Regions from separate parts of the Mus musculus genome. Here regions 1, 2, 3, 5 and 6 are each linked to region 4. The links are chromatin contacts, called in public ChIA-PET, Hi-C, HiChIP or PLAC-seq and promoter capture Hi-C maps. All regions are on one chromosome and are shown on one strand. The core of a region is the stretch at or near the end of the contact, and the rest is flanking DNA. Distances in the headings are between cores, read along the strand shown. Region 1 holds the start of Tnfaip8l1 (tumor necrosis factor, alpha-induced protein 8-like 1). Region 2 has its middle 23 kb from the start of Adgre1. Region 3 holds the start of Sema6b (sema domain, transmembrane domain (TM), and cytoplasmic domain, (semaphorin) 6B). Region 4 holds the start of Dus3l (dihydrouridine synthase 3-like (S. cerevisiae)). Region 5 holds the start of Vav1 (vav 1 oncogene). Region 6 holds the start of Mydgf (myeloid derived growth factor).

What was found. Promoter capture Hi-C pulls out the DNA fragments that hold promoters and counts their contacts. Hi-C and Micro-C count contacts between places; a contact is called where the count stands out from the background. ChIA-PET counts read pairs in DNA pulled down with a chosen protein or histone mark. HiChIP or PLAC-seq counts read pairs in DNA pulled down with a chosen protein or histone mark.
Region 1: an H3K27ac HiChIP or PLAC-seq map of thymic regulatory T cells shows a contact between it and region 4, with 5 times the contacts expected there. The contact joins the promoter of Tnfaip8l1 here to the promoter of Dus3l in region 4. A contact is called at or near these places in 2 of 39 promoter capture datasets (cranial neural crest and pre-B cells), 1 of 484 Hi-C or Micro-C datasets (CD4 T cells), 2 of 115 datasets of contacts at active chromatin or transcription factors (pancreatic cancer cells and thymic regulatory T cells) and 1 of 9 other capture datasets (adipose tissue).
Region 2: a contact with region 4 is called in a promoter capture Hi-C map of pre-B cells, with 5 times the contacts expected there. The contact joins the enhancer-like site here to the promoter of Dus3l in region 4. A contact is called at or near these places in 5 of 39 promoter capture datasets (3T3-L1-derived adipocytes, the C10 cell line, the HPC-7 cell line and 2 more), 1 of 484 Hi-C or Micro-C datasets (embryonic stem cells) and 1 of 115 datasets of contacts at active chromatin or transcription factors (bone marrow-derived macrophages).
Region 3: a contact with region 4 is called in an H3K4me3 HiChIP or PLAC-seq map of bone marrow-derived macrophages, with 6 times the contacts expected there. The contact joins the promoter of Sema6b here to the promoter of Dus3l in region 4. A contact is called at or near these places in 5 of 39 promoter capture datasets (the C10 cell line, cranial neural crest, embryonic stem cells and 2 more), 1 of 484 Hi-C or Micro-C datasets (embryonic stem cells) and 3 of 115 datasets of contacts at active chromatin or transcription factors (bone marrow-derived macrophages, large pre-B cells and pancreatic cancer cells).
Region 5: a contact with region 4 is called in an RNA polymerase II ChIA-PET map of memory CD8 T cells, with 32 read pairs. The contact joins the promoter of Vav1 here to the promoter of Dus3l in region 4. A contact is called at or near these places in 15 of 39 promoter capture datasets (the 3T3-L1 cell line, 3T3-L1-derived adipocytes, the C10 cell line and 9 more), 3 of 115 datasets of contacts at active chromatin or transcription factors (the 230-238 cell line, astrocytes and memory CD8 T cells) and 1 of 9 other capture datasets (liver).
Region 6: a contact with region 4 is called in a Hi-C map of B cells, with 17 read pairs. The contact joins the promoter of Mydgf here to the promoter of Dus3l in region 4. A contact is called at or near these places in 1 of 39 promoter capture datasets (embryonic stem cells), 4 of 484 Hi-C or Micro-C datasets (B cells, the HL-1 cell line, regulatory T cells and 1 more), 3 of 115 datasets of contacts at active chromatin or transcription factors (cardiomyocytes, memory CD8 T cells and pancreatic cancer cells) and 1 of 9 other capture datasets (liver).

Annotation. Positions count from the first base shown.
Region 1 is chr17:56,159,511-56,163,966 of GRCm38.p6, forward strand. It overlaps Tnfaip8l1 (tumor necrosis factor, alpha-induced protein 8-like 1), which reads left to right and starts at 2,981. Exons shown (of 2, transcript NM_025566.3): 1 at 2,981-3,096.
Region 2 is chr17:57,334,145-57,338,209 of GRCm38.p6, forward strand. No RefSeq gene overlaps it. Among named protein-coding and RNA genes, the nearest start is that of Adgre1, 23 kb to the right of the region's middle. Within about 2 kb of position 1,342, at least 49 of the 459 cell types and tissues checked have an H3K27ac peak or open chromatin away from gene starts, as enhancers often do. A contact at or near this core is called in the HPC-7 cell line, bone marrow-derived macrophages and pre-B cells, where this site is marked.
Region 3 is chr17:56,137,803-56,141,656 of GRCm38.p6, forward strand. It overlaps Sema6b (sema domain, transmembrane domain (TM), and cytoplasmic domain, (semaphorin) 6B), which reads right to left and starts at 2,541. Exons shown (of 17, transcript NM_001130456.1): 1 at 2,412-2,541.
Region 4 is chr17:56,763,153-56,767,520 of GRCm38.p6, forward strand. It overlaps Dus3l (dihydrouridine synthase 3-like (S. cerevisiae)), which reads left to right and starts at 1,599. Exons shown (of 13, transcript NM_144858.2): 1 at 1,599-1,789; 2 at 2,373-2,640; 3 at 3,630-4,136. The coding sequence starts at 1,704.
Region 5 is chr17:57,277,538-57,281,954 of GRCm38.p6, forward strand. It overlaps Vav1 (vav 1 oncogene), which reads left to right and starts at 1,563. Exons shown (of 27, transcript NM_011691.4): 1 at 1,563-1,864. The coding sequence starts at 1,661.
Region 6 is chr17:56,181,791-56,185,969 of GRCm38.p6, forward strand. It overlaps Mydgf (myeloid derived growth factor), which reads right to left and starts at 2,130. Exons shown (of 6, transcript NM_080837.2): 1 at 1,949-2,130; 2 at 875-925. The coding sequence starts at 2,101. It also overlaps a transcript of Tnfaip8l1 not described here.

The DNA of each region.
Region 1 (4,456 bases), core at 1,731-4,230, 600 kb before region 4:
GGGTGGGGGTGGGCAGGGAGTTGTCCAGCAATGCTCTCCCTCTCTGCTTCCTCCCCTTGAAGTCTCTCCCCCAGTGCCTGGGGACAGATTGATCGTGGTGTGTGGGTGTCACTCACAGAGCCACACAGGCTGATAGAGAGAAGGAGCTCTGAGAACCAGGGCCTGCACCCCAATGTGGTGTCCCAACGTGGGGGGACCCTGGCAGCCCTACCTCACAAGGGTCCCAACCTTGTCCACACTTTGTGGTATCACCATTCAGACCCTATGAGAGGCCCAGGGAAAGGGGTTGCTTGATCGGGGTCATACATCAGAGAGAGGTGCAATGCAGACTGTCAGGGTGCTGGAGAGCTGGTGGTGGTGAGTCTGGAGTGACATGGACCTGTGATCCCTCACGTCTGGAGCCAGGATCGAGGGCTTATTCTCTGGGAGGCGTGCAGAGCGCGCCTCCTGCTGGGCACGGCCGGAATCTGCAATGCTAACCAGATCCCAGGAAAGACCTCTCAGGACACTGAGATTTCCTGAGGTGCAACTCTCAGCCCTTGTGAAGCTCCTTTCTGAGTTGTCTTCGTTAGGGTCTCCATTGCTGAGAAGAGACACCATGACCAAGGCAACTTTTCATAAAGGACAATATTTAATTGGGGCTGGCTTACTCAGACTGAACTCAGAGGTTCAGTCCATTATCATCAAGGTGGGAAGCATGGCAGCATCCAGGCAGGCATGGTGTAGGCAGAGCTGAGAGTTCTACATCTTGATCCAAGGGCAGACTGGAGAAGACTGGCTCCCATGTGGCTAGGAGGAGGGTTTCAAAGCCCACTCCCAAAGGGACACACTTCCTACAACAAGACCAAACTTCCTAATAGTGCCACTCCTGGGCCAAGCATATATAAACCATCACATGAGCTAATCTTTTAATCTCTGTTTTCTCATTCTAAGACGATCCCTCCTAACCCCCTAACCTTTATTGATCTCTGCGGTCTGAAGCTTTGTTCCCATCCAACACTAGCTCTGTCCTCTCCCCAGCCCCAGGTACCCACCACCCTATTTCCTGTTTCTGTGGCTCTGATCAATGCAGAGAACTCCTGGGAGTGGGACTGTACGGGATGCATCTGTGTGTGGCTCACATCACCAGATATCATGGGGACCTGGTGTCTGAATGGCCTCTCTCTTCCAGGCAGAGTAATATTCCCCCCTCTCTAGGCAGCATGCCTCATCTCCTCTCTCCAGTGATGGACACGTAGCCTGCTTCCATCGTTTGGCTACGGTGAATAATTCAATTAAAATTGCCATAAACTCATGTCAGAATCTATCTTTCTACTCGAGTGTACCTAGGTGGGGAATGCCCTGGGGTCATGGAGGTTTTCCGGAAATTTCCAATTGTTTTCTATATGGTCCGGTGTGTGTCCCCTCATCCTTACAGACAATTTGTAAGTTGTTTATTATTATTATTATTTACTACTGCTTCTAAGCTGGGTAGGGGCTTAGGGCTTCCTGCATGCTAGGAAATAATTCTACCTCCGCCCATGCCCCCTTGCCCACTTGATCTAGAGGATCAAGCGCACCAGAGCACCTCTGCTAGACTCTGTGAGGACCTGGTGAGGGAGACACTGGCAGAGCCAGGGAAGACAGTCCACATCCTCACAAGAGCCCACTCAAGGCTTCACTGGGGAATTCTAGGCAGAGGCTCCACCCTGTCCACGACCCAGCCTCTCACCACGGGACTCTAGGCAAGTGGGAGGGGTAGGCTCTAGCCCTGAACCCACACAGCTGGGTTTGATCCCCACTTTATCACACCTATGATATCTGTGGGTTCCTCAGACTCTAAGTGCTCAAAAATCAGAAGCCCCCAAACCTGCTTCAGTGACACCTGCTTCCCCCCACACACCTCAAAAACACACTAATTGCCCTGGCTCATACTGGGGTATGAAAAACCTAGAGCTGTGGTCTCTGTCTTTGATACTGAGCTCTGTCTAGGGTCCTGTGTGGCTGTCACAAGGGTGAGCTCCTGGTACAGAGCAGATAGAGGCCATGTTCAGCACCCGGCAGAGCTGGGATGGCTACTGAACTTGTAAGTTCCTGGCCCAGAGCACAGACAATCTGAAATCAGGAAAGCCACTTGGGTCTGTGCTGCTCTAGGCAAGTCACTTAAGGTTTCTCTGGGTCTCAATTTCTATCTCTCAAAAGCCTGGATTTAGTTTTGTGTGTTAAGGCTCATGCAAGGAAGGTTAGAATGCAGTCAGCAAACACCTGAGGGGGCTTTCTGAAGAGGGAAGATGGCAGATGAGGCTTTTCCAAGTGTCCTTGCTGTGACAGGGCCATCCAGGCACAGGAAGTGCAGACCCGTGGTTGAGTTGGGGTGGAGTTTGGAGTAAGGTGGGGGTGTTGGGGATGGGTTGGGGGTGGTGGGAGTGTGGGAATCACTCCCAGACTGATTTTCCAGGTCTCACAGCTGCCCCCTGGGAGGTAGCTGGCCCTGTCTGGCCTCTGTCAGGGAGGTCATCACAGTGCCTCCCCCCTTACTCCAGAGACACCAACTGAAAGAGAGTCTCCGCAGTACTCAGGAACCCCAAAATTGTTGCAAGGCAAATGTTGGGGTGCATTTGTCATGGGAGTCCCAGGTGACACTCTAACTACCTAGTGGGTAAACTGAGACCCGCTCAGAGGGATGCAGGTGTCTCGCGGAGGCGCCTCTCTTCGCTTTGGCCTCTCAGATCTCTGTCGCGCGGTGCACGTATACCCCATTTTTCTCTGTCTCAGTCTCCTTCCTCTTCCTTCCAACACTTTCCCGCCACGGCATCCCTTGCGCTGGGCACCCAGCGCCGGCGCTATTCCGGAGGAATCTCCCGGCCGCAGACCACGCCCTCGCCCACGCCCGCGTCATGCCTCCCACCTCCTGGCAGAGGCTTGCTGCCATTGGCTCCTTCGTACACTGCCTGTGCGCTACCATTTGCTGAGCCAGTGAGCGTTTAGAGGGGGCGAGCCCTTTCTCGGGGGCGTGGCCTCCTAGCCAGCGGCCGGGCTCAGATCCAGCGGCCAATGCCTCTGGCCCCACAGAGGCACCTACAGAAAACTGAAGGCTTGACACATCCCGAGGAGCAGGTGAGCGATGGGGTCCTGCATTGGCTATCCTGGGTTCTTTCCGTCCCCTCCTATCCCCACACCGTCCTCTGTATATCCCGCCTCAGTTTCCTCTGTATACCTATTACTGACTGTGGGAGCATGGGTGTTGTGAGCAGGTTGCTGTGGGCTACTGTAATAGTCCTAACACATGTCCTCAAGAGGACACTTGATGGACTTGGCTCTGTACAAGTGTGCAGCCTGACTCCAGAATGGTCTAGGTATTCTCTGAGGTAGCCAGCTGGACCCCACTGTGGCTCTGGCTGGTGCAGGGTTACCCTGACTGGGACTGGCACTTCAAGCTTCCCATTGCCCGAGGGCTTGAACTCAGTTTTACCATCTGGGAACTGGGACAGTGGCTGTCACATAATTGGCAGGTGACCTGATCCAGGTCTGCAGCCTCCTGGCTCTTTCAGTGTTGGTTTGGAGGATAAACTGGGGTCCAGAATATGGGCTGCGGATGGCCAGAGAGATGGAGACACTGTCTCCAGAACCATATTCTGGTTTGTCACCTTTGTGAGCAGCGGGGCTGGAGAGGGACAGGGTGGAACACTAAACTGGAAACAGGCCTCTGGGTCACTTCCCGAGCTCCAGGCTGTGACGCCTCTGAACACCTTGCCTTGGGGTTAGGACACAGCTCAGACAAACCTGACTCACTTGAACAAGTAACTTAATTATAAGCCTCAGTTTCCCTGTCTGACTTGGGACAGTTGTTTCGTGACTCCCTGAGGCTTCTTGGGGGTGCTTAAACAGACAAAAGAGAGGCTGAGCCAGGGTGGGCTACACACCGAGGCTGTCTCTAAAACAAAAGGGACCCTAGGGTGTAGCCCAGTGCGTAGAGTGCTCACCTAGTAAGCAAGAGGCCTTGGGTTCCGGCCCAAACACAACATATACCAGGACATTTACCCATTTACCCAGTGCTTAGAATAGAGGCAGGTGGATGCCTGTAAGTTTGAGGCCAGGTCTACAAAGTGAGTTCCAGGCTAGCCATAACTATGTATAGAGATCCTGTAACAAACAACAGCCAACAGAGAAAGAGAGAGAGAGAGAGAGAGAGAGAGAGAGAGAGAGAGAGAGAGAGAGAGAGAGAACAGGAATGTAGGCTTTGAGTGCCAAACTTCCTGTTTTTCTGTCCTGGGACCTCAAAGTGGCCGCCTCTTCTCCACATGGAATGTCCTTGCACTTGAGACCTTTGTGCGTGCTGAGCCCTCTACAACCCTGGCAGATCAACACAGGCAGCGACAACTTTAAAACATAATAAGTTCATGATCTGGGCCGCACCTAGGATGTGGGTGACTGGGAGGGATGAGGGCGGGGCCATGGGGACTGTACAATGTAACAG
Region 2 (4,065 bases), core at 92-2,591, 570 kb after region 4:
CAGGGGCAGTAACAGAGTGGAGGAGCTCTCCAGGAAGGGGCAAAGTCCCCCCGTGAATTTCCCCAGAAGCACGTCTCTCAGCTGATTCAAGTTCAAGTTCAAGTCCACAGTCAAGGTTAACCATCACAAGCACCATGGTAACAGAATGCTGCCTGCTCCCATGGTTCTCCCATGAAAAAGAAAGGCTGAATCATGCGATGCTGAGGAGTTAGAGGTCACGAATCTGCTCTTGGAGCCATTCCAGCCATGCCCAGAGTGTTCAGTCCATCTTTAAGGCTCAGGGTGGCAGAAGTTTGTATTAGTCAGCTCAAGTTACGTTTTGCTGTAGTGACTGCCTACGGTGGGTTGACTTGTAGGGTCTGTGGGGGATTGATGTGGGAAGACCCAGCCTGTAGTGGGCCACACCATTCCCTAGGCAGGGATCCAGAACTGTGGAGAAATGAGCATGCTGGCCTTCACTTCTTCATTCTTGACTGTGGTTGTCACGCGGCCAGCTGTTTGAGGTGTGTGTTCTAACTGCCCCACAAAGATGGGCTGTAATCTAGACCTGTAAACTCAACCCCTAGCTTCCAAAGCTCCCTTTTTTTTTTTTTTTTTGGTCAGGATATTTTATTATAGCAACAGAAACTAGGCCAGTCCTCAAAATACTCTCCCTACACTGTTCTAGGGATTTAAAAACATGGATGAAGATGTGGGAAATCGGACATAAGCTTCAAACGCAGGGGCAGACATCCAAGCAGGACCGGTCCGAGGCAGACAGCTGGACGTTAAAGGCACGATCGCCCCCTCGCGGACATGTGCGGTAATGACACAACGTCTGCAGCTGGGCGGGTCGTTTGCAGAGGGGAGGAAAGACGGAAGAGATTGAGTTTATTTGTGGGTGTGCACACGTGTTTACTCACAAGTCTGTGGATATGAGCCTAGAGAGGCCCCCAGGAAGGGACCCTGGTATTTCTGGCATCTCCACCCAGTCTTCTAGAAGGAATGGCCAGCGGCACTACTGGATGATATGGTGTCTTCAATTTATTTTTAGTTTATTTTCTTTTCTGTTTTTTATTTTTATTATTTATTTATTTATTTATTTTTTTGAGACAGGGTTTCTCTGTGTAGCCCTGGCTGTCCTGGAACTCACTCTGTAGATCAGGCTGGCCTCGAACTCGAACTCAGAAATCCACCTGCCTCTGCCTCCCGAGTGCTGGGATTAAAGGAGTGCGCCACCGCTGCCCGGCTTAGTTTCTTATTAAATTTATTTGATTTGTGTTTGTGTGAACGAGTGTGTGAGTATCCCGAGAGCAATAGGAGGCCAGAGGACATTGTGCAGGAGTCAGTTCCCTTTTTCTATCGTGTAGGCCCTAGAGATTAAACTCAGGTCATTAGGTGCAAAACTTCTTTACTTGCTGAGCCACCTCACAGCCCCTACCCTTCAATAATTTATTGTTACATATTTTTCTTAAAAAATGTTTACAACTTATTTTTATCTCTAGTGATTTCTAGGTGGATCTGAGCTTCATTTGTTGAATTGGTACTCTGGATAATTTTATTATTTTTTAAAAGAGAAATGCATTTATCCGAAACAATGACCCTTGTACTGGTGGAATTCCAGCCTATGAAGTCAGGCATAGACTCCAGCAGGCTGTGTTTCCTTGTCTGTGGCGCCGAGGCCCCCATTTTTCACTTCAAGGAACACTTTGCAGTCTAACCACACAGCGCTCACTTGCAGCCCTGTGCTGCCACCTAGCGTCCACGAGTGATATGGCCCCTGGGTTCAACTGTGTATATTCCCCAACTCCTCCCAGATCCGCTGTCATCCAAATCGTCTTACAACACCATGCCTTCTTTTTAAATTTTAAATAGCCCATCCAGTTTAATTTGGGGTGTCCATGTAGTACTTGGTGTGTGGCTATCCACTGGGGCATGGTCAGCCTGCGGGGTCAGGGGCATAGTTTAAAGAAAACTGCCTCTCCCTCCATCAGCAGCCATCAACTGTCCAGCTCCTCAGTTAGGGTGGGCTCATGAGCCCTTCCAACTCCTGCTGTAAGGTTGACTGGTCTGATTATAAGCAGCAGCCACAGGTGCTGTAGTTTATTAGTACCGAGATCCTGCTTCAGTCGTGCCTGACTTCTGGCTCTTACAGTCTTCCTTGTCTCCTCTTGGGGAGAGGGTTCCACCTTATTTTTTTGAGACAGGTTCTTCTATAGCCCTGGAGTTCAGTAAGTAGGCTGGCCACCTTGGGGATACATTGATCTCCACACCTCCCTCTCTCCAGGGCTAGATTATAGAACTTCATTTCCATGCCTGGACTTTAAGTGAGGGTGTGCAGAGCTCACTCAGGGAGCTTTGCTTGCTTAGCAAACACTTACTGACTGAGCCTCCCCTCCCCCCACAGCCTGGGTCTCTCTATGTAGCAGATCAAGGCTGGATTTGTGCTTATAATCCTCCTGCCTCAGCCTCCCCAGTATCTGAGATTTCATAACCTGCACCACGAGGTTCAGCTAGAGTGAGCAGTATCTGTTTTAATAAAAACTTAGGCTGGCTGTGGTGACAAAGGTCTTTTATCCAAGCACTTGGGAGGCAGAGGCAGAGGCAGAGGCAGAGGCAGAGGCAGAGGCAGAGGCAGAGGCAGAGGCAGAGGCAGAGGCAGAGGCAGAGGCAGAGGCAGAGGCAGAGGCAGAGGCAGAGGGAGAGGGAGAGGGAGAGAGAGAGAGAGAGAGAGAGAGAGAGAGAGAGAGAGAGAGACAGAGAGAGACAGAGAGAGACAGAGAGAGAGAGGCAGAGAGGCAGAGAGAGAGAGAGAGAGTGAGAGAGAGAGAGAGAGAGAGAGAGAGAAAGAGAGAGAGGCAGAGGCAGGCACATGCCCTTGAAACTAGCCTGGTCTACAGAGTGAGTTCCAGGACAGCTAGGGCTACACAGAGAAACACTGTCTCAAAAAACAAAACAAAACAAAACAAAACAAACAAACAAAACAAAACAAAAAACCAAACCAAACCAAACCAACCAACCAACCAACCAACCAACCAACCAAAAAAACCCAAACAAACCCCAAACCAAAATCCAAACCAAAACCCAAAACCCCAAAACCAAAACCAAAAACCAACCAACCCCTCCTCCCTCCCCCACTAAATGGGTGTGTGTGGACAGGGCTCAGTAGTGAATACACTTGTCAGTTTCTGATGACCCAAGTTCATCCTCTGGAACTCTTGTGGTGGAAGGTGAGGACCATTTCTTGAAAGCTGACGTCTGACCTCCACATGCACACAGCAGGATACACATTCAAACAAACAAACAAACAAACAAACAAACACATGAGAAAGGACAAGGCGATGGTTGAAGGGGAGGGGGATGCTAACTGCCTCGAGAGGTCACCATTTCACTCGTAATCTACGTACCAAATTGTTAAGGTGTGCATCACCCGACGAGGAAAAAAAAAAAAAAAAAAAAAAAAGGAACGGAATAAACCACACAGCCTGTGTACTTTGGAGTCTCCTCAGCAAGGGAGGTGGAGAGGAGGCCGGTGGGATTGAGGGATAGGCTGCACACACACAGAACCTGGATCCGTTTGAAGTCCTAATTAGAAACCAGCGTCTCTGTGGATGGTTGTGCTTTTCCTGAAGCGTGCTGGCTGGCCCAGCTGCTCCAGTGCTCGCTCCACAAACGTGAGGATCCATGTCTCGACTTGCGGATTCTAGGGTAGCGAGGAAGACCCCGTCTTAGGAAAACACATGTGAGTGGCACAGATTTGACTTAGGAGGTTAGAAGACCAACCAACAAGGGAGGGCACCAAGTTGATAATGGTGGGCAGACGAGAGGAGTTGGGAGCGGGAGGGGGAGCACATGTAGGAAGTTCTCAAAGAACTAATGAAAAATACATTAAAGCAGACAGTGGATGCTGCGTGATGGAGAAGATTAAGGTTGGTCTGCACATGCGCATGCAGGTTCGCACGCACCACCACCCCACCTTGCCACTGAAATTGATGGGCTATATTTAATTTTTTCAAATCCTTTCTGATTCTTAGAAGCTTTGCCTTATCAAGGATCATGATCTCCTGCTTCACTCTGACAAAGATG
Region 3 (3,854 bases), core at 1,291-3,790, 620 kb before region 4:
GAGTGAACTAGGATCTGCCTTGTGGAAGAAATAGACAAGTTAGGCTTGCTGTCTGAGCCAGACACAGACCATGGCACACAGGCACACAGGAGCCACCGAGAATGCTTGTTGACTGACTGACTTCCCTGATCACCCAAGACCCCACCCCACCCCCACCCCGTCCTAGAAACCCATAATCCCCCTTAAGGCTTCTAAAAGCAGTCAAGAAGTTCCTTGGGGCTGAGCCAAGAGCATCCTGGGAAATGTAGTCTTCAGCCGGACTGGCCTCTCATCTGAGTTAAAAGTCACCTACCCACTCTGGTCCCAGGAAGCCGCAGCCTCCCGCCAGTGCCCCGGCTCCCAGCAGCCCATCCTCGAGGCCCGCGAGCCCGGAGGCCTCGCCATCTCTTCGCTTCCTCTACCTCCCTCCCTGGCTCCGTGTGGCCCTAGAGATGAAACTCCTGCTCCACCAACCTTAGCGTCGTCTCCTCCCACTTCAGAAAGTTCAACCACCCTGGGAAGTACTCCCACTTCCCAGCTCAGTGGCAGAGTCCGTGCTCCCAGCTGCCCCCTCCAGGGCCACACCCAGGGTCAGCTCAGGACACTCGTCTTCCCAGGAGACGCCAGTCACCTTTCTGTCCCACTCACCTGGCCGCAGGCTGACGTCACCTCCTCCAAGGGCAGCCGCCTGCCTGCCCTCTGCCAATGGACAGACAGACAGACCGACAGATGGACAGGTCTGAAAGTCCCGGAGGATGGAGGAGCAGGAGGCCCTGGGACACACGCATCGGAGTGAGGAGCAGGCAGACCCTGTCCTGAGGAGGCTGCACAGAGACTGACCACCTGCCCCAGAACACACAGAGGAGCTAAAAGTTCCAATTCACTTTCTGCCAGTGCCTGAGACACCCAGAGCCACCCTCAGAAGGCACAGGGACTCGCATTTCAGTTCATGGAAAGAGCAGAGCTCCCTCTCTTGCTGTGGAACTCAGGGCCTCACAATACAGGAAAGCCCCAATTGGCGCTCAGTGCCTCAGTTTCCCCACCTCCTCCAGCCACCGTACCATTGCTGATGGACACAAATACAAGATGCAAGACACCCCCAGACTGCCGTCTACCAAGTGGAGAGCAGTGGCCACCCAGCCAGAAGGCCAGGCCAGACAACATTAGGCCATGTCTAGGTCCAGGCCTTGAACCTCAAACCTCTCCCACTTCTAACCTCTGTAAATAGCCCGCAGGCAATCGTGCACCCTGAAAATCAGCCAGAAAACCCGAGTCCAAGATACAGAGAAAGAAAGGCACGTTGTAACCAGGCAGAGGCGCTCTGGCAAGTCCCTCCAGCCATTCTGTCCCCAGGGCCACCCTCCTCCACCCAAAGCTTGTTGGCCTGCAATATTGGGGTTCCCAACTCCATCACATTCAGTTTGGGATTGGGGCATCGAGCAGGTAAAAAATAAGAAGTTGGGGGTGACACAGACGTCAGGCAGTGTGACACAGACCTGCCAGGGTCCCGGAGACCTGGAGAGCAACACAGACCTCAGATGGGGAGCAACACAGACCTCAGGCAGGTGACAGAGACCTGGGAACCTCAGATGAGAGTGACACCGACCTTAGGCGGCGGGGGTTGGGGGTTCAGTGACAGAGACCAGGCAGAGAGGACCTGGGACCCAGGAGTCCCTCCCGACCTCAGGGCTGTTGTAGGCCTAGAATTCACCATCTGAGGCCAAGGTGGGGGGTTCGGCCTGGCAGCAGCCCTGGGGAGGCGCCCCAAAGTCGGCAGTGGAGAGCAGAATGGGGCACGTGACCCCCGCTCCAGGGACCAATCAGCACCGCGGTCGGCCAGGGGGGCCACGGTGGCACCCACCCCGCGCGGCTGCCAGAGACGCTCCTTTGTCCCATTGTCAGGCTTTGGGGGGGGGGGCTGGCAGCCCAGCTTAGGGCTGTGCTGCAGCGGGGGCGTTGGCCGCGGACTGCCCCCCCCCCATGTCAGTTGCGCGGCCGGCGAAGACCAGCCGGTACCCAAGAGCTTGGGGACAGCTGGTGCACAGGGCCGCGTGGGGACCCACGAAAGGTCGCGGCTATGTGTCCCGCCCCCTCCCCCGCCCCCATCAGTAGGCCGTCACCCCAATAATTCGAAGCCACTGTCAGTGCCCCGGCGCGATGAGCCGGGGCCTTGGCTGCAATCCCCGCCCGCTGCGCAGCCCGTTAGCCCCGCCCAGGGCGCTGGAGCTGCGACCGCACGCGGGGGGCCCCCCAAGCCAGTGCCGCTGCACGAGGCGCCCGCGCCCTGTGCGCGCCTGGTGCGTGCATGCCCACTGCATCTGTCCCTGCATCTGTCCCTGCGTCTGTCCCTGCGTCCGTCCCTGCGTCCGTCGCCGCATCTGTCCCCCGTGCATCTGTCCAAGGTGCGTCCCCGCGTCCGTCCCTGCACTCACCTCCAGCGCAGGCCGAGCACCTGCTCGGCTCGGCCCCGGCCCCGGCCCCGCAGCGTCTCAGCCCGGGCTCCCACGCGCGGGCGGCTCCCGCGGGGGCGCAGCGCGGTGTCCCGGCCGGGGCCGCATCTCTGCCGCCGCCGCTGCGACTCGCAGCTCCGCCACCTCCGCCCCCAGCGCCCGAGCTCGGAGCTTCGCAAAACCCGGAGCAGACCACCAAGGAGCGGAGCACGGACGGGAGGGGGCGCCTCCACCATCCTTGGCCTCAGTTTCCCTTTCTCTGCCTCCCACTTCTCTCTACTGGGGTGGTTCTGAAGACCACCGACTCCCGCACTGAGCTGGGCGCTGTTCTGACTCTGGGCATCTCCAGTATACCGTAGGCACTCCATAGATGTTTTCTGGTATATTCTAGTGAATTCCCAATTCATCTGACCAGTCACCCACACACAGGAACCTCATGGACGTGGTCCCACGGTCCTGGTGGCTCATGACATCATTGAGTCAAACCACCAAGGTCTCATTTTTTATTTATAATGATTGATTGACTAAGACAGACTCTCCTGGGGAGTCTAGGCTAAAGGCCTGCCCCAGCACGCCGCCAACACTCACTTTCTGAGGGACATTGGGACAGCAAGATATCTCTTTCCATGCCTCAGTTTCCCTCTGTCCAAAGCCCCTCCTCATCCCAGCCATGACGCTGAATGAAAACCTCTTTCCGATTGGGCTAGGCATTGCCTCAGAATACAGTAAGTATACTGATGGCACCTCCAGTATACAGTAAGCACCACACAACTGCTTTTGTAATTGTGTGTGGAGTTGAATCCTGCTCACAGGGTCGCCCTGAAGCCCATCCAGCTGAGGACACTCAACCAAAGGTTGGGACTGTGAGCTGCCCGGGACAGCCAAATCTGTGGGTGTCAGGATTTTAACTCTGACCTGTGCACACCCTGAGGGGCTGGAGCAGACTCCTTGGTGTCACCACTGTGGCGACAGGCTGAGACCTCACTGTGGCCCATCAGCTTTGCCGCATATCAGCCAGACACAGCTTCTGTGGAGAAACTGAGGCAGAAGATGAAGCCAGTTCTCAGCCTACTCTGCTTGGCCTATGAACCAATTTGTCCGGCAAACATTTATTGAGCGCAGCTCTAACAATGTTTTTCGGCCCAGGGGGGCGTCGGGGGGAATGGGAGGGTGGCTGCCAAGGTGACCAGTGGCTGCAAAAGTCAAGGTGCAGAGGGCTCAGTGGCTGCTGGGGGTGGCAGAGGGGGAGGGGGGACACCGGGCCCCTGAAGGCTCACGGGTGGATTTGGCAGGGAGTGCAAGGCAGAGTGGGGGTGCAGGGATGGCCTGTCCCCAGGGAGACCTGTCTGAACAAAGGCCCCATGGTCATGAATGACGCCTCTTTCACAGACCGGCCTGGAGGTCAAGTCGCCCTCCCCCAGCCGG
Region 4 (4,368 bases), core at 349-2,848:
GGGTGGGGTAGGAGGAGAAATGGAGGCCCAGATGCTAGTCTGTGCTCAGGGTTGGAACCGGGCCTGGCGGACAGTAAACCCTCACTAGCTGCTGAGCTCCCCGTAAGGATCCAGCACCATTGTATTCACATCACCATGAATGCTGCACCTCATGGTTAACGGTCTGTACGGTTTCACAGTTATCAACTGCCAGGCTGTCACGCCTCCTGCGGGAAGCCAGCCTGGGTTGCCTTGCACAGAAGAGGACGGAGTTGCTTTGAGGAAGGGATCTTGTTTCTGTCGTTGCCCTTTGCAGCCCTGTTTCTTCCAAGAGCGTGTCCTTATCACAACCCAATTGTAGACGCTACAAAGGAGCCTCAGCCTTAAAATGCATTGTTATTCCCATCTTGCCCAGTAGGGACGGTAGAGAGCAATGGCGCAAACAGGGTGCTATTGTGGTCTAAGGCTAATTAATCGCTTTACCTCTCTGGGCCTGTTTCCCCTTATGTTATACAACCAGCAGAGTCTAGTTCGTGCGTTGCGGGACAGCCTGGGCTACAGGGTGAGACCCCCATCTCCATGAATTAAATAAATTTAAATACTGATTGGTTTGACTTGGCTTTGGTTGAGACATGTAGCTCAGGCTGGCCTCAAACACCAGGACTGCCAGGGCTATACAGAGAAACCCTGTCTCGACCCCCTCCCCCCCCCCCAAAAAAAAAAAAACCAAAACAAAAACAAAACACTACCTCCCGATCCACCCAAGTGCTGTTCTTACATGTTTAAGCACATTTTTATTAAAATAGTAATTGCAGGATCGGAGAAGTGCCTGATGTCAGGCTCAAGGGGCTGAGTTCAATCCCGGGACCGACATGGGGATGCAGGGACCCCCGCCCCCCATTGTCATATGACCTCCACATAAGGGTGACACACAGGAGACCCACACACACACAATAGATGAGTAAATGTCACTTTCAAAGTAACGCTGGCACACACCTTTAATCCCAGCACTTGGGAGGCAGAGGCAGGAGGATTTCTGAGTTTGAGGCTTGCCTGGGCTACATAGTGAGACGCTGTCTCAAAAAAAAAAAAAAAAAGAAAAAAGAAAAGAAAAGGCAGTACAATAAAAATAATTCAAATTGCCACGCGTTTATGGGCCACAGTGGCTCACGAAGGGCACTGTCAAAGGACAGCGTGTCCCCGTGAAGTCATTTGATCCTTCAAAGCTGTTGGTATTTTTTGTTTGTCTTCTGAGACACGGTTTCTCTGAGTAGCTCAGGCTGTTCTGGACCTCACTCTATAGACCAGGCTGGCCTCGAACTCATGATTCACCTGACTCGATCTCCCCAGTGCTGGGATTAAAGGCGTGCGCAACACCGCTCGGGCTGCGGTTTTTTATTATAAAATAACAGACTCGTTTGTAAAAGGGACAGAAGCAGAGTAGGTGAGTGTGAGCTGCACCCACACCCACACCCCCAGATTCACTTCCACGGATCAAGAGTGACCCACGGATGACCGACAAGAACCCCTCCGGGACCCTTGAGCACTTCCGTTTCCTGCGCAGCCTTGGCCCCCCCCCCCCCCGCCCCCACGGTCGTGCGCACGCGCGCCTTAGCAGCATTGCTGTAGTCTGAGCGTGCGCATTTCTTTCTGTAGGCTCCAGAGGACACGAGCGACCCGGAAGACTTTCCTGCCACACTCCAGAGCTGGTGTGAGGGGCATCGATGGCGGAGACGGCAGCGGAGAGCGGTGGTGGCGGTGACTCCGGGGTTGGCGCGTGCGAACGGGGGGTGGCGCCCATTAAAGCTCAGTGAGTCGCTGGCGCCCGTCAGCGAAGCTGATGTGGCCTTCCCGGCGTCCGTGGCGGGTGCGAGTGGTGCATGCTGGGAGGTGTGGCGGCATCCTGGAGAGCGGCATCCCGGAGGCGCCAAAGTCTTTACCTACCTTCTGCTGACACACGAGTGTAACATGTGTTGGTTGTCACAAGCCATGAGGCCGGCTGTGCACATAGGCAGCTTTGGGGAACCAGAAGCAGGGCCCGAGGTGCATGGTGGGGCTTGTAGTCTCCACGAGGGAAAAAAAAATGGCTCGCAGCGAAAGACCTGGGAAGGGTGGTAGCTTGAGTCTCGCTGCCAAGCATGCTGGGGTTTGTAGTTCCTTCGTAGCCTACCAAGGATATTGATATTTGTGTGTCGCAACCCTTAAGGCAATTCAGTTCTCAGAGCAGAGACACAAATGGCTCCTTCAAGTGTAAAACAGGTGTCCCCGTGGCACTGGGTGAAAACTGGCTGGTTCTAAGTAGGGAAAGCTTCCTGCAAGCAGGAGCACGTGAGCTTGGCATTAGCCCCCAAGCCCCTTTCCCTGTGCACATCGAGCCTCTCCCGCTCTGGCAGGTACCGCACAACCAAAGAACGGTTCCACGAATATCTGGATGGAGACAAGCAGGAGGGTGCATGCCAGGAAGTGCCCACAGGAGACCCAGCTGAGCCAGGGGCCAAAAGAATTCGCCTGGAAGATGGGCAGGAAAATGGGAAGACAGAGGTGGCAATTGAATCCCGTGAAAGGCAGGTGCCCAAGAGGGCCCGTGGCCAAAACAAAAGCCGGCCCCATGTGAAGCCAGCACACTACGACAAGGACAGGCTCTGCCCGTCCTTCCTCCAGGTGAGGGGTGGCTCTACAGGCTTGGCTTAAAGTCTGAAGATGCTGTGCTGTGACAAATATATATGACCCTTGACCTACAGGGACTCGACCTAGTAGTGCCTTGCCTTGGCCCCTGGTGCTGCCTTCAAAGTCATTGACCCTCAGCCTATCTACACATCACACTTGAATTTATTTATTTTTGGTTTTTTTGAGACAGGGTTTCTCTGTGTAGCCCTGGCTGACCTGGAACTCACTCTGTAAACTAGGCTGGTCCTGAACTCAGAGAGCACTCCCAAGTTCTGGGATTAAAGATGTGCTCAGCTATTTCAATTTACCTTTTTTTTTTAAAAAGATTTATTTATTTATTTATTTATTTATTTATTTATTTATTTATTATATGTAAGTACACTGTAGCTGTCCTCAGACACTCCAGAAGAGGGAGTCAGATCTCGTTACAGATGGTTGTGAGCCACCATGTGGTTGCTGGGATTTGAACTCCTGACCTTTGAAAGAGCAGTCGGGTGCTCTTACCCACTGAGCCATCTCACCAGCCTCCCTTTTTTTTTTTTTAAAGATTTATTTATTTTATGTATATGAGTCCACTGTAGCTGTCCTCAGACACACCAGAAGAGAGCATCGCACCCGTTACAGATGGTTGTGAGCCACCATGTGGTTGCTGGGAATTGAACTCAGGACCTCTGGAAGAACAGTCAGTGCTCTTAACCTCTGAGCCATCTCTCTAGCCCCCTTAATTTACCTTTTAAAGAGGGTCTTGTATGTCCTGGAGCTGGAGTTTCAGGTGGTTGTGAGCTGGGAAATCAAATCCAGATGGTGTGCAAGAGCAGCTGGGGTTCTTGACCTCGGACCTGTCACTCCAGCTTGACACTGTTCCAGCTTTAGGTGAAACAGGCACACTGGGGACACTCCCCCAGGACTTGCAGATGGAAGAATCAGCACTTGGCCCACCCTGGCCACTCAGTCCTCTCCTGGTCCTTTCATGTCCCTCACAGGAGCCGGCCACCCCATGTGCATTTGGAGACCGTTGCCGCTTCCTGCACGATGTGGGGCGCTACCTGGAGACCAAACCGGCAGACCTGGGCCCCCGCTGCGTGCTCTTCGAAACCTTTGGCCGGTGCCCTTTCAGCATGACCTGTCGCTTTGCTGGAGCACACCTGGGGCCTGAGGGGCAGAACCTGGTGCAGGAAGAGGTGGTGGCCCGCTGTGCACAGCTCCCTTCAGTGCGGAATGGCTTAGACAGGGCCCTGCAGCAGCAGCTGCGGAAGCGCCAAGTGTGCTTTGAGCGAGCTGAGCAGGCCCTGAACCGCCTCACCCAGAGCCCCATGCCCACTGTTGTCCCTGAGACCACTGTGGCCATGGCGACCCCAAAGCAGAATAGCTGCCATGCCCAGCTAGATACCGTAGGAGGGGCTGGCACCCCGCAGAGCAGCCCTGTGCCAACCTGTGGCCCCTTGACAGACGAGGACGTGATCCGGCTGCGGCCCTGTGAGAAGAAGCGGGTAAGGTGCAGGCATGGGAACTGGATTCCTGCATTGTCCACAGTCCTGTCTTAGCAGCAAGAGCCTGAACTGCCCCAGAGGATCAGGGCTAAGGGAGAAAAGGGTACGATGGAAGGCTCCTGAAGGGCAGGCACCGAGACAGGGTTTCAGAGCTTGAATAGGAGCTCTCCAGACAGAAGGCCAGTCATTGGCGAGCTTTCCCCTTAAGACAAGTGAACTTGGTGTGTACAGT
Region 5 (4,417 bases), core at 313-2,812, 510 kb after region 4:
AGAGAGACTCTATGTTAAGTATGTGGAAGAGAGGGTCTACACTGAGGCTGTCCTGCCACCTCAACACACACGCCATAGTGTTCTCTCTCTCTCTCTCTCTCTCTCTCTCTCTCTCTCTCTCTCTCTCTCTTTCTCACACACACACATACAAGTTTTAAAGAAAAAAGGAAAAGTGGGTGGTGAGGGTGAGAGGGCTCTGTGGGCAAAGGTGATTGCTACCAAGCCTAATGATCTGAGCTCAATCGTTGGGGCTTGCATGGTGGAAAGAGGACCTACTCCCTTGGGCTGGTGAGATGGCTCAGTGGGTTAGAGCACCTGACTGCTCTTCCGAAGGTCCAGAGTTCAAATCCCAGCAACCACATGGTGGCTCACAACCATCCGTAACAAGATCTGACCCCCTCTTCTGAAGTGTCTGAAGACAGCTACAATGTACTTACATATAATAAATAAATAAATAAATAAATCTTTAAAAAAAAAAAAAAGAGGACCTACTCCCCCATGTTAACCTTTGACCTCCACACATGTACTGTGCCCCACATGTACCTTCACACATACACACATACATATGTATATATATACACACACACACATATATATATGTAATAAAAGTGAAATGGCTTTCAAAGTAGAATATATTTTCTAATGTTTATTATAGTTCTATTTGTTGGCAGTTTCCTACATGTTAACAACCTATCTTCGTCCTACCCACCCTCAACTCCCCTCTGACTCCGAATGAGAGTGGACTCTCTTTACCTTATCCCCACTTTCTTGCTCTTTTGTAACCCTTTGCATCCATTACTGCTGCCTGTGGGCATGTTGGCTCCCTCCTGGCTTTGTCTTGTGCTGCCACCATAACTGCACGGAGTTCATGAGCGTAGTGGCCATGGGTATGCCCTGGAGATAGCATTTCACATCCCCCGCCCCCGACTCTTACCGACTTTCTGTTCCTTCTCCCTTGAGCCTCGGGCTGGTGGTGGTATAGATGTCCCATCTATGGCTGAGCACTCAGTAATCAAAAAGTAACATGTAAGAAGTGATGGAGTGAATTAGTGTCTTCTGTCAGGTGGTGGGCACAAGTGCAAAGGCCCTGGGGCAGGATGGAGGTCAGGGAGTGAAGAACAGAGAGAGGAGAAGAGGCTGGCAGGGGTTGGGGCAGGGTGAACAGGGCCTTGTGGGGTGCAGGAAAGACATGAGTTTTGGCCCCAAAGCAAGGTTGAACCAGGAGGGTTATGGGTGGTGGAAGAATGGTTGAGACTTGACTCAGTGTTCAGTGGTCCCTTTTGGCTGCTGCAGGGGCAAAAGGCTGTGAGAGATCAGGGCCGTAGACTGGGGACCAGGAGGAGACAGGAGGTGACAGCCTAGGTGCCTACGGCTGGATGAGATAGTGGCACCTTAGTTCAGCAGGTGCCCAGGTCTGCTCAGTGTAGGTGGAGAAAGACGAGGTCACACCAGTGAGTGGAAGCTGTGAGGGCGTAACTGCAGATGCTGCTCCCCCTCCGCCCCACAGCTCCTCCCCACCCCCACCCCGGGGCGACAGTTACAGTCACAGAAGAGGAAGTGGTGTTGTAGTTGTCCCCACTGGGGCAGGCGGCGGCGGTGGTGAAGGAACGAGGGTGCACGGGGCCTCCCCGAGGGGCCAAGTGAGAGGCCGGCAGCCACCATGGAGCTCTGGCGACAGTGCACCCACTGGCTGATCCAGTGTCGGGTGCTGCCTCCCAGCCACCGTGTGACCTGGGAGGGGGCCCAGGTGTGTGAGCTGGCACAGGCACTGCGGGACGGTGTCCTCTTGTGCCAATTGCTTAACAACCTGCTTCCCCAGGCCATTAATCTTCGCGAGGTTAACTTGCGGCCCCAGATGTCCCAGGTGAGTCTGCTGGGTGATGCTAGGGCCCGACTGGATAAAGGCTGGTAGGCCCGGCTCTGGCTATGGAGAGGTGTCGAGCAGAACGGAGCTCTGGGTGGGTTTGTACACTCTTGGTTGGCTTGCAGCTGTCCCAGCAAATTTAGGGGGAAATCTCCCTATCCCGCCCCGCCCCCAGCTGACTCTGTTGAGATCCATTTAAAGGGGTCCTAAGAGGTATCTTGTTGCCTCGTAGTTAGCCAAGAGGGTGCATGAGGTTGGAGAACCAGATTCAAGAGAGAGAGGCCTTCAGTTTCTCCCCCACCGGTGGCTCCTCCTCTTCCACCTCTTCTGCCCCCCTCCTCCTCACATCTTCCTTCACCTCCATTTCCTGCCAGGGCTTTGTGCTGTGTGGCGTGGAGTGTTGGGGGCTGCAATGCGAGACCCTGTGGCATCCCAACTCTACCTATTTCGGGAAGGGCCCATTGAAGTGCAGGGCCCAGGCCTAGGGTCCTAACAAGGCCCTGGGTGTCCCTGAGTTTGACATCTGTGCACTCTCCGTGTTTCAAGTGGAGGCATGGTCAGACTATGCCCCGGTGAGCCTAGAAAATGTATTCAAATCCTTATTTGAATGTGGCTGGGGTGGTGGTGAAAGGTGACTGGTGGCTTTGTACTCTTTTCTCTGCTTCCCCAGGGATGCTGGGTTTCGGGGGGAGGGCTGATAGCCCTAGAAATGAAAGGTATAGGTTCAAGTCAAAGGGATCCACAGCCTTACCGTGGGGTGTGAGGGACATGAGTTGTATCTAAGGGAACATGGCCTTGCCATGGGGTCTGAAGGACACATCCTTGGTGTAGGGGGCATCTGTCTGTCTGTCTGTCCTCTTGCTCTCAGTCTGCCAGTCCTGTACAGCCTGTTTTTCCAAGTCCCAGGAGGCTGTCCCTAGAAATGATGAGCAACGGGGTCAGAGCCTAGTTTCTTCCCTTCATGCGAGGGGTCCCATGGAGTTGAAGACGGGAGTTACTTTAAGAATGGCCTGCTGCAGTCTCCAGGGTATTTCTGGGGTTGTCAGTGAGCCAGCAGTCTCTGAAGCTGTTGTGAGTCCTCTGAAGGAAGTAGGGAACAGAGCACCCACTGTCCCCCATGGACCGTCCCTCTGGCTGGCTAGGGGTCAGCAGAGATTTGCCTACATTTGCTTGAACTTCAGTAGCTTTCAGGGCTTGAGGAAGTAGCTATGGGACTCTTGGGCCCCAGCTCTGGCGGGACTCAGGGTGCCCAATGATGTGGCAATCACAGCTGTTGGGAAAACGGTTAGAGTCAAGGATGGCCTTCCACCCCCCTGTGTATTGTAACTAAGGTTGACTTTTCTGAAGGACAGGTGTTCATGGTGTTAATCCCCAGAGGACTAGCTGTGTCCCAACAGCAGCCTTAGTGTGTGTCAAGCAATGTTGGGAACTTGGCTCTGGCCCCCAAAGAGTTCTTAAACTCAGTGAGACAGAAGAAGATGCATCACAGGCTCTTGTTCTCTAGGGATGTAAGGACATTCACTGCTTGAGAGAATTAGGTCTTATGTACGAAGGGGTATTTAAGCTGGGTTCTGAAGAATCAATAGGAGTTTTCTCATTGCTCTGGCTCTCTATGTCCAGCTGTATGAAGCCTCAGGCTGGGCCAGTGTTCATCCTCATTTTCCCCCATCTATCTTCTTGGTAACTTCTGGCCTCTGGTCTCTCTGACTTTCTTGGAAATCCTACATCTGGTGGAGATGTAGGTGAGAATCAGCAGGCTATTTACAATATGCCAGAGGAGGTACCCCAAGGGAAGGCAGAAAGAAAAAGGAAAGGAGCCACTGACTGGGAAACAGGAGAGATAAAGTCGTAGAGGTCGGAATGAAAGAATAGTTCCTTCGTTTCCCTATCTCTCTCCTTTGTCCAGCAAATAGGGAAGAAATAATTTATATACTACCAACTCGCCCATCTACCAACCCATCCATCTATCCATCCATCCGTCCATCCGTCCGTCTGTCCGTCCATCCACCCATCCATCTGTCCATCTGTCTATCTGTCCACCTGTATGTCTACCCACCCACCCACTCATTCATTTGTCCATTCATCCATCTGCCCACCAGTCTATCTGTCCATCCTCCATCCATCCACCCATCCATCTATCTATTCAGCCAGCCAGCCAGCCAGCCAGCCAGTTATCAGGTCCAAAAGAAACTTGGGACAAATGGCTCACTGTAGTGCCTATTAGCATACCAATCCATATGCTGGTGCCCAGATTTACTCAGTGCCTGTGGCTAGTCTGTTCTTCTCACCCCATTCCCTTTTCTAGACATCACCAGCTTCTGGGTTAGCCTTCCCCAGTTTCTTCTTCCTATACAACCCTGCCATTTTGACTGTGTGCCCTCTGCACTCTTGGCCCTCTCTCCTCTCTTGCTCTCCCCCCTCCCACTGTGGCCTGGTCCATTCTGCTGGCCATACTCAGTCTGCTATTTTCTCTCATGATATGTACTCTCATAGATGCTTCTGGCTGTATTCTTCCTCATACCAACAATAAAATCTCCCCATCAATCATATCTC
Region 6 (4,179 bases), core at 880-3,379, 580 kb before region 4:
TGCCTAGAGGGGAGAGGATAGGCTGGGAGCTAGGTCCTAGGGGCTTGCCCATGGGCTCTCCAGCTGACTGCCATCTTGCTTCCTCAGATGGTTTCTTCTTATTCACTAACCAAGGATCGGCAGAGATGGCTCGGTGGTTATAGCACTGGCTGCTCTTGCAGAGGACCTGACTTTGATTCCCAGCAACCACATGGTGGCTCACAACTGTAACTCCAGTTCCAGGAGATCCGATGCCCACTTTGGGCCTCTGTGGTCACTGCATGCTGGTTTCTGCTCATTGAGTACTTAACTGAAGATGGTTTTGCTGTCTGTAGCCTCTCCATTTCTTTTCCTTACTTGCTATGTACATAATAAACTCATTCATTCGATGCCACGAGCAGGGCTGTTAACCCTCTCCATGCCATACGCAACGCTCTTGTTCACGGGTGTGTGATATTCCAACTGTTGAGGTGCTGTGTACCCCTGCCCATCCGTGGACACTAAGACACTTCCACTCATTGCTCCTATGGAAAGCTCTGCTCAGAACATGCATGTCCAAGGTTCTGGATACACCAGTATTTCCACTGAATGAACTAACTTGTGTGTGGGACAGGCAGCTAACCTCATAACAGTTCACCTCGATGCCCTGGGTGCTGCTGAGGTATCGGCCCTCTTGCCAGCTTACGGGCTGCCCTGAGGACTGTCCCAGGCTCTGGTGGCTCACTGATTACACATAGACTAAGAGTCAGGGATCAGCACTGTGGGCTGCTGATTCCATTAGGCGGAAGCCAAGGCAACTAGAAGTCCTTCAGGCTCAAGGGACTGGGACTTTAGAGCCTCGGGAGTCTGGCCACTTTCCCTTGACACCAGTCGTGTGACACCCTGAGGAACTTACCTCGTTGGTCCCTCCTTGGGAAGCGTAGGTGAATGTACATGTAAACTTGTTCTGTAGAAGGAGAAATAAAAGGAGGCTGAAGAGCAAAGATCTCAATACTCAGAACCAAGACCCTAGCATACTGGGCATGGTCCTGTATGCACATCATCTCTGGTATCCAGGAGGCTGACGCAGAACTGGGAACTGGGACATAAGCTAGCCTGGGTGACTTAGCAAGGTGCTGTCCCGATGTAAAACAGATCAAAAAGGACTGAGATATACATCAGCCCCTGCCCAGAAGGTCAAGGGTTGAGCCTGTCCAGAATCCAGCAGTGAGGGGTTGGGAGGGTGACTCAGGGGTGGAGTCCCACCTAGAATCCCCTAATGAGGAGCTAGGGATGTGGCTCAGGGGTGGAGCCCCTGCCTAGGGCGGGGCAGAACCCTGGCTCTGCCGATGTGAGACTCTAGGTTCCATCCCTCAGTACACCCTCCAGAGGCCACCAGATCTCTCTCCTCTCAGGAGCTCAGAACTTTGCTCAAATCACTGTGATTTCCTAGGAAGGTCAAATGGCCTTCAGCAATCATCCCTAGAACATCACCTATGAGGTCAGTACTCGGGGCTCCTGTTAGATACAAGCTTGTACTGCTTCCTGCCCACAACACAAACCTGCCAGAAAGCACAGGACTATAGTAATGGTCTCAAGAAATGGTCACTAGGGACACCGCTGTCCCAGAAGCCAAGCTGGGGCGGGCAGAGGCTAGGCTGACTGCTGGCTCGCTGAAAGGAGAGGTGATGGACTCGTGTAAGGCTTGGGGGGTGCTCCCGCTCTAGTCCGGGTTCAGTGAGTAACCCACGTGCGACCTGTATAGCCAGTCCCCTAGATCCGCTGCTCTTATCAACCAGTATTCCCTTTTCTACAATGAGATGGGCAAGGGGAAGTCGCCTTGCAGGTAGGGAGTGACTGACAGAAGACAGACGAGGCAGCCAGGTCCCTTCTTCAGGTAACCCTGCCTCTGCCACTCCACCCGGTCTCCAGGACCACCTGATCGGAAGTCCATAGGCATCGATTCCCGGGCAGGAGGCTTAGCACGTACCCCGGGTCCTACGTCCTGGGAGAACGAATGCACGACCCCTCCGGGCCTCACGTCAAATGGCACGGTGGTGGGCTCGGACACAGCGGCGGCCAATTTCAGCGCTGCGGCCGCCAGGACCACCGCAGTCCAGAAGCCTCCGCTGGGGGCTGCCATCTTGCTTCCGGGGCAATGCGCAGGCGCTCGCGAACGTGGAGTGACACGCGCGGGACACGTCAGCGCCGAACGGTGACAACGTCGCCCCGCCCGATTTGGCTGCCATGGTGGGGCGGGACTCGACTTGGCACGTGATGCACTACAGCGCCTCTGATTGACGCTCGCGGATGCCTGGAGGGCGACTTCGTCTTGGCGCTTGTTTGGGTTGGAGTTTGCAGGTAACTTTTGCCTCCCCCCCGGATATTTTTATATCTCACTTAAATGGGCTCCCGGACTCACTTCAGGACAACATGGGGGTTGACAGTGTTTAATTTTGTTAGATTATCCATTTGTTAATAAATATGGTTTATTTCACTTTTATTTGTCCTATTTTTTTGGTTTTGACGAGACAAGGTCCTGGAAATCTCTCCAGGCTAGCCGGGAACTCAGAGATCTGCCTGACTCTGCCACCTGAGTGCTGAGATTAAGGCGTAGGCCTCCACCACCACCTGTTGATTGTTTTTTGTTTTGTAACATATTTTACATATATGTGTGTGTGTGTGTGTGTGTGTGTGTGTGTGTGTGTGTGTGTGTGTGTGTGTATTAAGGTTTGTTTTTTGTGTTTTTTTTGGTGGGGGGTCTCTGTAGCCCTGGCTGTCCTGGAACTCACTCTGTAGACTAGGTTGGCCTCAAACTCAGAAATCCACCTCCCTCTGCCTCCCAAGTGCTGGGATTAAAGGTGTGCGACACCACTTCCCGGCATATTTTTCAAAAATATTTTATTGTGAGGGCTGCGGTGATGGCTCAGCAATTAAGAGCACTGGCTGTTCTATAGAGGACCAAGATTTGAAGCCCAGCACCCACATGGTGCTTTACAACTTTAACTCCATTTCCAAGAGATCCGATGTCTTCTTCTGGCCTCTGCAGGTACCAGGTATGCATGTGGTACACAGACAGACATGAAAATAATATAATAATAGCAATACTTTAAAAGTGAATTCTTCCGGTTTTGCAGCTTCCTATAGGTCACAGGTGTTGCTATGCTGTTACCGGACCTAGAGCATGCCTGGCCAGCCCTCTGCTGCTGAATAATTTTCCCATCTTTCCACTGGCCAGCGAGATGGAATAGTGAGTAAAGGGCTTGCAGCCATGACTTCAGCCCTGGTCACTAGATGGTGGTAGAACTGACTCCTAAAAGCTGTTCTCACTACATGTGAATTGGGGCAAGCAGCCTTGCACAACAGAAAATAAGTATCTTAAAATTAGACTCTACGGCTAAGTGATCCTCTATCTAGTTACAAGTACCTCATTTCCTCTCAAATGGCTGCTGATGCCACCTTAGCCTGCCCCATCCCAGTCCTCCTGTAGTCCCTGAGCGGTGCACCACAAAAGCCATCAGAGTAGTGGCGGGGTCCTCCTTTCCACCCCAGCCTATGGGCTGCTGCAGTAAAGTGTCCCACAAGTGCTGTCAAAAGTGGCAGCACCAGTGACATCTCAGCCTGCAGCCCTCACAGGAGCTGTCCACAGTGGCTCATCTCCTCCCCAGCCTACCCCACCCCCAGCAGTCCCACAGAGATGTCGCTTCAGCAAAAGCTGGCTGCAGCCAGAAAGGACTTTCCACCCTTAGCCATGGGCCTGATGCAGGGAAAGGGGGTGGGAAAAAAAAAAGCCACCAATCGCTGAGCAGGAAAACCCACTAGTCCCTTGAGATTCCCATTAAAAAAAAAAAAAAAAAAAAAAGCCCACCAATCACTGAGCCTCCCCTGAGCTCAGCACTGGAAATTCCACCAATCCTCAACCTGGACATCTCTGCCCCTCTCAGAAATCCAAGCACTGCCCCCTCGGCCCAATTCCCAGCTGTCTGCTCCTGGGAGACAAAGGGCAGCTGTCCCTGAACTCCTCAATAAATTTCTTTCATGATATTTTCTGCCTGGTGTGACTCTCTCCTCAGAAGCCAAGAAGAAAAGAGGCAATGAAAAAGCAGAGATGGGGCGAGGCCCCTGAGTGCCACAGCTCAGCGGGGGAATACCTTCTTCCCCGAAGAGCCCCATTACCTCTGCTGAGGAGGCTTCCTCTCAGAGCTATGTGGTTCCTGGGCC